Linked DNA regions of Mus musculus: all the other regions are linked to region 1. The links are chromatin contacts, called in public promoter capture Hi-C maps. All regions are on one chromosome and are shown on one strand. Each heading gives the region's core, a stretch centred on a gene start, on an enhancer-like site or on the middle of the called end of the contact. The rest is flanking DNA. Distances are from core to core; before and after follow the strand shown. Region 1 holds the start of A730013G03Rik (RIKEN cDNA A730013G03 gene). Region 2 holds the start of Atf3 (activating transcription factor 3). Region 3 holds the start of Nek2 (NIMA (never in mitosis gene a)-related expressed kinase 2).

Region 1 (3,991 bases), core at 626-3,125:
CCTTCTTCCCTTTGCAGGACTGTCAGACACCTTAGGATGGGTAAAACAGGTCCGCAGAAGTTAGCACCCAGCTTTTTCTGGGCTCTGCTTGATCGGATAGCTACTTGAACTGTAGTGAACTGTGCTGAGTCACTAACCACCGAGAGCTTACATCCCAGCGGTAAAGAGGGAACGTGGTCCTGGGTGGTGGCCCCAGGGGCCCAAGCCCCCTTGAAAGTGTTCGAAGGCATGGGGAACACATTCTGAGAACCCGGCCCTGTGGATGACACGGAGCTTCGAGATGACATAGCCGGACGGCTGATCTCAATCACTCTCCTCCCTGTGGGGAGACGCTCAGCCAGTCTGCAGTAGAGTTCATCGATGCCTGGCTCCCGCCAGGAGCAAGCGTGCAGCCAAGTGACCGCGGAGGCGCTGAGGTGCACATCGGTTCTGGAGCCCAGGTTCCCGCCACAGCGCTTCCTCTGCCTGCTTCTCACCCTCCAGGGACCACCCAGCTGCCACAGCTGCGAGAGGCCTATGGAGGGCTCGCCCTTTTGTCCAAACCCCATGGCAAGATGGGATTTGGAGGGGACCGGGACACGCGAAGAGGGGGTCACCGAGGTAGAGCGCAAGGGGCCGAGCGTATCTGGGCCCTGTCCGCTTTTCGAGTTGCGAGTTGCGGGTCCTGCTGAGCCTTGACTTCCTTTTACAGTCCCCACAGGAGACCTCCAGGGGCCTCGGAGGCCTGGCAGTAGTCTAAACACAGCGATTTGTTTTTTATCTGTCTATCCATCTGTCTGCCTATAGTTCAGTTGAGCTTTCCCATCTTTCTTCCCATGGGCTTTTAGCAATAAGCGAGGTGAGGCTGTCCAGTCGAAAGCTTGCAACAGAAGCATTAAGCAGGAATGTGTCCTTGACCCTCTGAGCCAGGGGAGACGAAGGCCAAGCTCTAAAGCCTCAAACTCGAGGGCTCCCGGTAGGGCCCTGGCCTCTCGCTCTGGTCCTTGGTCGGGGTCAGGGCGCGCCCTGGGGTGTCCAGCCCGGGACAGATAGAACCAGTGCTGACGCTTCTGTCAACTGTTGGAGGCCTAGGCCAAGCCAAAAAGGTCTGGAGTATAGAGTGAGGCCTGGCCCGGGGAAAGTTCCCCTGGTAGTTCCGAGGTGTGGACCCGGCTGAGAACAGGCGATGAAAGTTAAAAGGACTGTGGTTTCAAAGAAGGCCAATCTGGACGCTAGGATGCTGAGCGCGTGAGTGCCCAACCTCTGCAGGTGAACTGAGGCAGGGGCATCAGCATCCCAGGCCTGGGGACGCAGTCCCAGGCAGGCGCGCACCCGCATGCACGCACATGCACACGGCGTCACCGACATACGCCTGCACCCACTGTCTGTGCCTCGCGAGGCCTGCTGCCCCGGTGCACGACAGCCGGCGACCGCGCGCTCCTCCAGCCCCGGGCGCTCTGCAGAGCCCCCGCCCGGCCGCGCGGCGCTCGCTCCGGCTCTTTGTTATGTTAATTCCCTTCCCAGCTGGTGCCAGCTGCCTGCACAATGGGCGCCCGGAGCCCCGCCAGCCCTCGCCAGCCCGTGAGTGGGGGCGGGGAGGACCGTGCACCCTATGTGGATGGGGCGGGCTAGTCCCGCTGAGTGAACGCTGCGGGGCGAGCAGCACCTCCCCCCATGCCGGCGAAACCGCGCTTCTGAGGCCTGCGGAGCGAGCTCTGATGCTTTCCAGTCGCCGGGACTGCCTGCCCTCTAGGTGCCAGGGCTGGATGGAAAGTAAAAGGCTTCTGGGCGGCTCCAGACCCGTGAGGATGAAAGAGGACAGCCGCTTCCAGACCACACAGCTAATCCCGCCATAAACCTCGAGTAAATACCGGGAGAGAAGGAGCAGGCCCGCTACAGATGTGGAGTGCAGCCTCCGGGGATCCCCAAATTAAAACCCGGGCAGGAGAGGCACTTGGACCACCACCAAATGACACTAATTGGGTTATGGGACCATAATCTTAGCTGGTAAGAAAAAAATCCAGTTACAGTCACAGCTGCAAGGACTGTCTTCATAAAGCTGCAGAGGGAACGCGGGCTTTTTTTTATTACGCATAAACATGAGGAAGAGGCTCAGGGTCCCCGCCTGCATGGTGCGGAGAGGCGAAGGACTTTTGTGCCGGGAGCAGCAGCGCTACATGCCTGGCTGGCTCCGGGTGTGCAGGGCTAATGGGCTGGGAGTGGATGGGGTAATGTATTGAGCTGGGGAGCAAATCTGCCTGCAGGAATGTAGTTCCAGGATAGGAGAACAGTCATGGGCAGTGCGAGCGCGTGCAGGCGCGCGCGCACCCTTCCCCCCTCCCCCTACACACTTGGTGGGGAGAACAGATTAAACGATACTAGAATGACTGAGTTAAGCTTAGATCTATAATAACTGGAGTTGTAAGCCGGGCAGTGATGGCGCACGCCTTTAATCCCAGCACTTGGGAGGCAGAGGCAGGCGGATTTCTGAGTTCGAGGCCAGCTTGGTCCACAGAGTGAGTTCTAGGATGGCCAGGGCTACACAGAGAAACCCTGTCTCAAAACAAAACAAAAAAATAGTAGTAGTAGTAGTAGTAATAATAATAATAATAACTGGAATTGTGAATGAATTCTTACAACTTCCATGTCAAGAAACACTCACATGGACAAATGATCGGGGTTGCTTTAGGATTCTTCAGTGACAATTTCCAACAGCGACCCATGCCACCCTCATTGTGTATAGCCATCTTGTCTAAAGCCAGTGAAGGTCAGGCTGCCTGCAGGCTCTTACTGGTTTGAATTATAGCCATGGAAAAATAGATCTTTTTTTCCTTCAGCTGTTGGTTTTTCAAACTGTGAGAAGCAAGAGTTTGGAGCTGGCCAGCCTGGTGTCCCTGGGCAAGCTAAGAGTTTCCTTTATCTGGCATCCTCAATCACTGGCTTCGGTCACCCTTAGGAGCCACACAAGGAAGGAAAAGACAGCAGACCCTCATCTGAGACTCCAGTCACCCTTGGCCCCCAGATGCACATAGCCTCCAGGTGTGCCAAAGTGGCCAAGAGGTAGAAGGTTGACAAGGTGCAACATTTAGTCAGAGGTCTTCCTGAACCACCTATGGGCCTGTAAGGTTACTCCAAGAAACCCACTGGTTCAACAAGCTGGACGATTCCTGGGAGGAATCGTTTCCTTGGCTTGTTGATAGACAGGCATATCTCTAGGACTCTCTGGGAAAACCTGCCACTGACTGACTGGTGTTCTGGCTCCTCCATGACTCTCAGTGGATACAAATTGCAGGTATTCCTAGAGTCTCATTCCTGGGGCTGGTGGTACAGCGGGAGATCTCTCTTGATTCTGAGACGTCCCAGGGTTACCGTGATGTAGCACTGGAGACTCCAGCATTAAACTCCGGTGGTTGCTTTCCCAGTTCCCTCCAGTTACAGGGCCTCTGTTTTTTTGCTCTCAAGCCCTACCAATCATCAAGCCCCAAGAGAGGTATGCCTCACCTAGGGAAAATTATTCAGCTGAGAAACAAAGAGGTGAAATGTGATTTTTTGAATGGCATACCACTATCCTGAAGTCATCAGTTGGGCTGAGTTTAAAGATGACACGCCCAAAAAAGGATGAGACTCTGAAATAAGGAACACCAACCATATGATCTGCTATCAAAACTTCCCTCTTAGAAGTGGAAACCATGGTGTTGTGGTGTAGCTCAATTGGCAGAGTGCTTGCCTGGCATGTGTAAACCCCTGGGTTTGGTCCCGGCATGATATAAACCATAACCAGGTGTAGCAGTACATGTCTGTAATTCCAGGAGACGTAGAGATGGGAGGATCAGAAGTTCAAGGCCATTCTCAGGTACACACTGAGTTCCAGTCTGGGCCACAATGACTGTCTCAAAAAGAAAAACAAAAATAAATGACAATAAAAACAGTGCAGAAAATACCCTAGTTCCTTCGTCATAGGGTGGGGTCTCGGAGTTCTGTTTCAAATGCTGCTTTCATCTCTCCTGTGAGT
Region 2 (3,991 bases), core at 847-3,346, 1.7 Mb before region 1:
CTAACTAAACTCACAGAGATGGGTGTGGTCCAGTCCAGCCAAGCTGCCCACACCCACCCTCTACTCATTCTGCACTACCAGGAGGACCCATCAGTTAGTTCAATAGATCAACCAAATAAGCAACCACAGAGAGAGCTGCCTGCCAGGGGGGCAACTGAGGGCTGAAGAGACCCATACCTGGCACCCCTCATAGAGGAGGCTCTGACAGAATGAAGACCAGAAGAAACTGGTGTGCCAAGAAGGGATTTAGATAGCCACAGGTGCTGGGCAATGCCTTCTTCACTCTGGGAACCTGGTCAGCAGCCTCTGAAACCTCTTGATAGAAGCAACAGCAACCCCCACCCCAGCCCCACCCGCTCCAAGCAAGAGCCTGTATGTGGTAACATTATCCCATAACAAATGCAACATGCAAAACATGTGCTCCCTTCTTGGTGACACATGCCTGTAATCTCAGCACTTGGGGACCGAGGCTAGAAGACTGCCATAAGTTTAAAGCAAGCCCCAGTTACATAGGGAGACTTTGTCTCAAAAGAGTGGAACAACAGGAGGGGAGAATAAACCTTTTAAATAATCGGGCTTGGCAACTCCTTTAATTTATAAGAAAGCTCGTGAGCTACATGATTAAATCAAATAAAATGGCTAAGAGGAAAATACAGAAATGGGAGTTGAAAATGAGCATGGGGTCGAAGCAGGGAATCAATCCAACGGGAGAGAGCTAGGAGACAGAGATGTAAGAGAGGCCCCCTTTCCTGTCCTGTCTCAGAGACCGGCTAGGAACGCTGGGTGGGGGAGCCTCCACACTGAACATCCCTCCCTGGCTCCTTTTACTTTAATTATTTTAGTCTAGAAACAAATCTGTCAAAAGCTGGCTATCTGAAGCACACAGCGCACAGAAAGGTGCTGGGCGTGTGGGCCTGTAATTTCAGCACTTGGGAGGCTGAGGCAGGAGGATTGGCCGGAGTTTTTATGGGCAGTCTGGATTACAGAGTGAGACTCTGTCACGAGAATACAAACAACCCCCCCCCCGCACGCCCCCCCCCCCAAGTACAAGTGGTTCCACACCCTGGTCCCTCCACCCGCTTGATCCGATTCCTTCGCTTCCCTTCCAATACATAAAGAAACTCAAGGGCCGGTTAAAAGTCAGCCAGAGCACAGCAAGTCACAACAGCGAGTGAGGCTGGAAGTGACGTCTCAAACCTAGCGGTCCGAAGTTAGCTGGTGCGGAGACCTCTCGGCCTTCAGCCCCGGGACAGCGCCACACCAGGGCTCGCCGCCTCCAAACTTATCCTAACACACTTTCGCTCACAGCGCTCTACGCGGTCATGCTGCCCAGATCTCTGCTCCGGGGAGCGCAAGGCGACCTCCAGCGGCTGTGCCGGACCTCCGTTCGAGCGTCCGGTCTTCATTCATTTAGCTCGATACCGGGAGCAGCGCTTCAACAAGCCGCGGCCACTGCGCCTCTACGCGGACTTAGGAGGGACCCGCTCCGAGTCCAGGGTCCGGGACAAGAAGTGATGGATGGAAGAGGGGACCCCGATCGCCAGAGTGTGAGTCACCTCCGCGCACCAGCACCCACCTTCCACCCAGACGACCTCTCCTAGTTGCAAACTGAGAGCGCAACTCCTCCGTCCCTGGGCATCTTTCACGCCTCGAGTCAAAAGAGAAAGTTCGTTCTTTCACTTTACCAGAAACTTTTTACCAGCTAAGAACGGCAGCGGCAAAGAGCGGCTCAGCCGAGCGACTGTGGCACGGACACTAGGGCTTCAGTCTCCGGTGGCGCAAGGGTCCCGGGACTGGTCACCAGAGGGGAACTTAGGGTGAGGAGGGCAGCGCTCCTCGGTGTGGCTCTAACTCACCTCCAGTCTTCGCTCGGGGCGGCCAGGGTCCAGAGAGCGGCCAGAGGCGGGTGGTCTGTCCCGCCGGCGGGCGAGCGCCAAGGACTCTGCCGGAGCGCGGGTTAGCCGATTGGCTCCACTGGGGAAGCACCGTGCGCGGCGTCTCGCTGAGTGAGACTGTGGCTGGGAGCGCGTTGCATCACCCCTTTTAAAGCCCTCGCGTTGGCAGGGAGCCCGCTTAACTCCAGGTTACCAATCCCAGGCTGACGTAATGCTATTAATAGCTTCCAGGGAGAACTGGCCAGAGGAGGGGTGAAGGAGGGACGGGGGCGGGGCAAAAGGTGGGTGGAGACCGCGGACTTGGTGATGCAAGTGCGAGAAGGGGCGGTCACGGCGCGTCCTGCGTTCCTCGCACGCCCGGGACACACACACCCGCCCGCCCTCTATCTCCTTATCAGGCTGGGAGCCGCCCGGGCGCACCGCCAGATGTGCGTATTCGCCGCTGCGTGTTCCAGGCATGAGCCAATGGTGCCCAAGCCAGCGGCATGACTCCACCGCCCTGGCATCTCTCCCTCCGCTAGGTTGGGGAAGGGGGGGTGGTGGTGCTGGGAGGCGGATCCTGGCAGTGGCCCAGACTAGGTGAGGCTGGGAAGCGGGCACGACCTTTCTCTAAAATGTGTGGTCATTTTTCTAAAACTTCAGGAAAATGTGCCTTCTTTGACCAGCGGCCTAGCCTAAGGAGGGGGCGGGGAAGGGATAGCGGTGACAATCTCCCGCGTGAAGGAGGTGCCCAAAGTTACACTCCGATGAATCCACACCGTTACCCGCCACTGTGACCTCCTCTGCCGGGGACCCAGCTAGCAGCTGTGGGTTAACGTAGACATTCGGCAGCCTCGTGCTCCCACGCCCACGGCCCCCGAACTCGCTAGGAACCCGAAGTGCTAGTGACCGGACGCGGTCAGTTCGGTTGTTGTTTTTATTTTTAATAACAACCACAAAACGTTTTTAAATGAACAGGGAATTCTCCACGAAAGCAAGAGCGTAGAAAGAGGAAAGATTTGGAGAGATCAGAGCCACCTAGCGCAGGGATAAGAAAGGGCTGGAAAAAGGCGGCTCGGCTAGTCTGGGAAAGAGGACGCTTTGATCTCTACGCTCCCGGTTTGGGCGGGGGTGGGGGTCCGCCTGGATATCAGGAAAGAAAAACCGGCTCCAGGTTTCGAGTGTCTGTCTGCAGGAACAGAGGGCTCTAGGGATACGGTGGCCGGGACTGAACGCGCACCGCTTAAAGCCGGAACACCGAGCCCTCTTGTACTCAAATCTGGTGGCGGGAAAGGCTGGGCAAAGGACTCGATTTCAGGCCAAAGCCTCAGCAGACCTGGGTTTGAAACTTGAAATTAGTTTCCCGGTTCTGACCCAGTAATTCCGAGGGTCTGAGCTGAGCGCAAGACCCTGAGCGGGACTCCATAGCTCATCAAGGGTTACACGTGCACAGACTGCGGCCCAGGAATCGCACACCTGCCTGGCAGACTTTGGCGGGCACATGTGGGGCAGGACGCTGAGGTGTAAAGACAGAGGCACCTGCTAACGCCCGCCTTTGAGAGGAAGGCGATCAGAAGGTCACAGGGAGGTAGTTTGGGGTGTGAAGCAGAACTGACCGGTGCCGCTGCCTCCATAGCACCTACCACCCGGACTGTTACGGTCCTGAGGAAAGGTCGCCGACGGTAGTACAACCGTAAGCAACTGATGGCCCCAGAGACAGACATTTCGGGCAAAATCAAGTTCTCTGCACCCGGGTTCCTCAAGTCCAAGGCAGAGTCTCGCCCTTCACAGGCCTCTGCCCTCCATCGAGGCCCCCGGAGTCTCTCGGTCCTTGCTGGCCCGGGAGGCCTAGGGTGGTTCCATCCCCGGGATCCTCTCAGATCCTGCCAGGATCTGACGGGATTACAGCAGCATCGCGCGGGAAGCGCCAGGCTAATGTTTTGCTTTGGGTTTTGCCTTGGAAACGGCTCTCGGGGCCCCACCCTCCGTCTCCCACGCCCACACCCTGCTCCACACCTCCACAACCCGGCCTCCAGCCGACCTGCCGGCAGGTAAACCCCAGGCGTGTCGGCACAACCCCGAAGAAAGTCAGGTGCCTAGAAATGAAAGTCATTTGG
Region 3 (3,991 bases), core at 455-2,954, 1.0 Mb before region 1:
TTCTACATCCTGTCAATCAACAGTAACCAAGGTGGGGTAAGGCACGAGGTAGGGATGCAAGTGGAACTTCTAACAACTGGAAGGACAAGTACCAAGTTAGTCTTGAGAAGCTGAGAAAGTGTGTTGTGTTTGGAGCGAAGAGTAAGAGCTCTTTGTCTAGAAAGAAGATGAAAGGTTGTGTGTGAAGCAGGCTGGTCAACAAACTCAACATAAGCATCAGTACACCCATCACATACACACCACACGCCTATACACCACATATCACAAACACACCACACACACAACATGCTACACATATCACATACAACACTCTACACATCATAAACAACACACACAGCACACACACACACAACATACTACACACATTACATACGACACACACACACAAACATACCACACATATCACATACGACACACACACAAACATACCACACACATCACATATGACACACACACACCATATAAATGACCTCAGGCATTTGTAGCTCCTTATATAATTTCTGAGACCTAAATTAATCCTACCCCTTTGAGGTGTGACAATGTCCTTGAATGCTAATTTAAAAGTTCTCCTGGCTGGCAATTCCAATTAGCTTATACTAAATTCAGCGCACAAAATACATTTATTTTTAACATAAGGAGGCTTCTAATTCTTATTAATAGGACATTGGGTTCTTTTTCAATCACAGCATGAACAGATATTTTAAGAACAATGACCCATTTATGCAGCAGATTATTAGCTTTCTGGTAATGCACATTACCCCCCACCTGCTCTGGATGGAAGCCTTTAGCTCCCCTTCCCCAAGTCAAAGCGGGGCCATGTCACTGGCTATGTGAGCTCAAGTCAGCAAACTGCATGCAGCTCCCGGATTGGCTATTAGGGAACACCTTTTTTTTTTTTTTTTTCCTAACACACTTTTTTGGTAGATGTCTTAGAAGTACAATTTGGCAGTGTGGTGACTCTGTTCTGAATGCTTCCATACTCAGTCCCTAAGCTTTGGATACGTTTCTATGTTCAACAGGTCTCTCAGTTTAATGTTCAGAGATCTAGACTATGCTAACTGTGCTCAGAAAACACATGTCAACTCTGCGTTATTACTATGAATATCCTTTATTCTTATTATTTTTTAATTAGTTCTCTTCTGGGCAGTTGGGCCTAGTTTCTCTCTCTCTGTCTCTCTCTCTCTCTGGGCGTGGGGTGTCTTTCTCGCGGGTGGGGGTAAGGCAGGGACCCTCTACAAAGCTCTGGATGTCCTCAAGCTCACAGAGATCTGCCTGAGCGCGCCACCAAGCCGGGCTGGAACAGGGATTCTGGCTCTCTAGGTGTGAGGACTATAAAGTGCTCGGTGCACTCACCGCACCCTCAGGGTCATCAAATCCTCAACACACAAGGGCTTAGGTTCAGGACCCGAGTGCAGAGGAGTCGGAAAAGGGTGGGGTCAAAGTGGAAAGGTCAAAAGGCCAGTGTCTCCAGTCCAGAGCCTCGGACATCCGTTACCATAGCGACTTCAGCCAAGGAATGGAATTACCGAGGCCCCAACAGGCTTTGCGATCCCAAATCCCAGGGGTTTTCGGCGCGGCTCGTATTCCGTAGAGCAGCTAGACGCAGACACCAACGCCGACGCGGTTGCCTAGCGACACGCATTTTCCCAGGATGCCTAGCAGTGTTGTGTTTTCTCAGCCAATCAGAGTTGAGATGCACCTTCGCTGTGGACCAATAGAATGCGAGGCCGAAGCCCGCGACGGTTGACCCGGTGGCCGGTTGCTCGCCGACTCAGGCAGGCAGACGAGGGGCTCGGGTTTCGGCGCGGTTGGCCTGCAGCGGGCGAGCCTGGGCTCCGAGCGGCGCGGTGGTGTGGTTGCCAGGGTGGCCGCTCGCCATGCCGTCCCGGGTGGAGGACTACGAGGTGCTGCACAGCATCGGCACCGGCTCCTACGGCCGCTGTCAGAAGATTCGGAGGAAGAGCGACGGCAAGGTGAGGCGCCGGGCAGCCCTTCCACGGCGGGCTTAGGGAGAAGCAAGCGTCGCCCACGCTGGGGAGGGGCAGGGCGGCCACCTGAACTCTCGTGAAGGACCGGGCTGTAGCCTCCTAAGAAGGGACGGGCTCGTGGAGCGGGCAGCCGCGGCTGGGAACCGGTGGAGGCGCGAATCCGCGGCGAGCAGAAAGACGAGCTCACGTGACCTGCTTCGCCGCTGCGCCACACGCCGTCCCGGACTCAAGCGCTGGGGATGGTACCGCCCACATTTCGGGTGGGTCTTCCCACTAAATTAACCCGGTCTCGACTCCCTCACTGACACACCCATTGAGTTGTTAGTGTTTTGTTTTTCAACTTTGGAAATTTCACCCTTTGTCTCACACCTTGGAAATGTTGTATTTCAGATCCTGGTGTGGAAAGAGCTTGACTATGGCTCCATGACGGAGGTGGAGAAGCAGATGCTTGTGTCTGAAGTGAACTTGCTTCGGGAGCTGAAACATCCAAACATCGTCAGTTACTATGATCGCATTATTGACCGAACCAACACAACCCTGTACATCGTAATGGAATACTGTGAGGGAGGGGACCTGGCTAGTGTCATTTCAAAGGGGACCAAGGATAGGTAAGGTGAAAGAGCCCCACGGTTCGTATCTAATAATAATTAACTTCCATGTTTGTACGCTCTGAATGACTTGCCCCAGATTGAAGATGGCTTTTATTCAGGGTTGTGAAATGTGCTTTTTCTCCAGACAGTACTTGGAGGAAGAGTTTGTCCTTCGAGTGATGACTCAGTTGACGCTGGCCCTGAAAGAGTGTCACAGAAGGAGCGATGGTGGCCACACTGTGCTTCACCGGGACCTGAAGCCAGCCAATGTCTTCCTGGACAGCAAACACAATGTCAAGCTGGGGGACTTTGGACTAGCTAGAATATTAAATCACGACACGAGTTTTGCAAAAACGTTTGTTGGCACACCCTATTACATGTCTCCTGTGAGTATTTTAGAATTCAACTTTTTTTTTTTCCCTGAGACAGGATTTCTCTGTGTAGCCCTGACTGTCCTGGAACTCACTTTGTAGACCAGGCTGTCCTTGAACTCAAAGTGATTCTCCTGCCTCTGCCTCCCAAATGCCGGGAATAAGGGTGTGAGCTACCACACCTGGCCTAGAATTCAACTTTTTAATATCTTAGGTGAAGCATTCAGATGCAAAGAACTGAGGCTTGGGTTGCTAGTAAATCCAGTAGCTCAGAATTCACAATACAATTTAAGTTTGAGTTTGACTTTGTTCCCCTAATGTTGGGGATTGAACCTAGGCCCTCAGGCATTTGAGTTACACCCCAAAGTCTTTTATATGTATTATGTATTTAAAAATGTTTATTATTTATGTATATATAGTATATGTGTCTTGTGAGTGAGTGCTATGTGTATGGTGAGACCAGAAGAGGGAGTGGACTTACCCTATCCCACACACTCACGCTCAGGGTTCCAGGCAACTGTGAGCCGTCTGACCAGATGCTGGAACTTGAACTCAGGACCCCCGGGAAGAGCAGCAGGTGCTTAATCGCTGACCCCTCCTAGATTTGTTTTCAAAGAGACTTCCTGGCAAACAGTTCTCTGTATTCAACTAGAGCTTTCAAAAGAAAAAGAGAACTAAGGACTTATTTATGTGTATGGGTGTTTGGTCTACATGTATGTAAGTGTGCCACCTGTGTGCCAAATGCCCAAGGGGGTCAGAAGACAGCATTGGACTCTTTGGAGCTAGAGTTATGGATGGATTGAGAGACTGGAAACCATATCCAAGTCTTCTGTAAGAGCAACAAGTGCTGTTAACCACTAAGCCATCTTCAGTGTCCCCCATTTCCCAGAGTTTCACTGTAGTTCTGGCTAGCCTGGAATTCACAAAGATCTGCCTGCCGCTGCTGGGATTAGAGGTGTGAACCATGTTGCTCAGCTTTTGTTTTGTTCTTCAATAACCACAAAATGCTAAATTATAGGGTTACAAATAATGTTTAAGGCAA

What was found. Promoter capture Hi-C pulls out the DNA fragments that hold promoters and counts their contacts.
Region 2: a promoter capture Hi-C map of pre-B cells shows a contact between it and region 1, with 4 times the contacts expected there. The contact joins the promoter of Atf3 here to the promoter of A730013G03Rik in region 1. A contact is called at or near these places in 2 of 39 promoter capture datasets (cranial neural crest and pre-B cells).
Region 3: a contact with region 1 is called in a promoter capture Hi-C map of embryonic stem cells, with 2.9 times the contacts expected there. The contact joins the promoter of Nek2 here to the promoter of A730013G03Rik in region 1. A contact is called at or near these places in 3 of 39 promoter capture datasets (embryonic stem cells, liver and pre-B cells).

What each region holds. Positions count from the first base shown.
Region 1 is chr1:192,833,338-192,837,328 of GRCm38.p6, forward strand. A730013G03Rik (RIKEN cDNA A730013G03 gene) reads right to left here and starts at 1,876. Exons shown (of 1, transcript NR_155503.1): 1 at 1-1,876.
Region 2 is chr1:191,181,237-191,185,227 of GRCm38.p6, forward strand. Atf3 (activating transcription factor 3) reads right to left here and starts at 2,097. Exons shown (of 4, transcript NM_007498.3): 1 at 1,857-2,097.
Region 3 is chr1:191,819,769-191,823,759 of GRCm38.p6, forward strand. Nek2 (NIMA (never in mitosis gene a)-related expressed kinase 2) reads left to right here and starts at 1,705. Exons shown (of 8, transcript NM_010892.3): 1 at 1,705-1,973; 2 at 2,379-2,596; 3 at 2,724-2,964. The coding sequence starts at 1,878.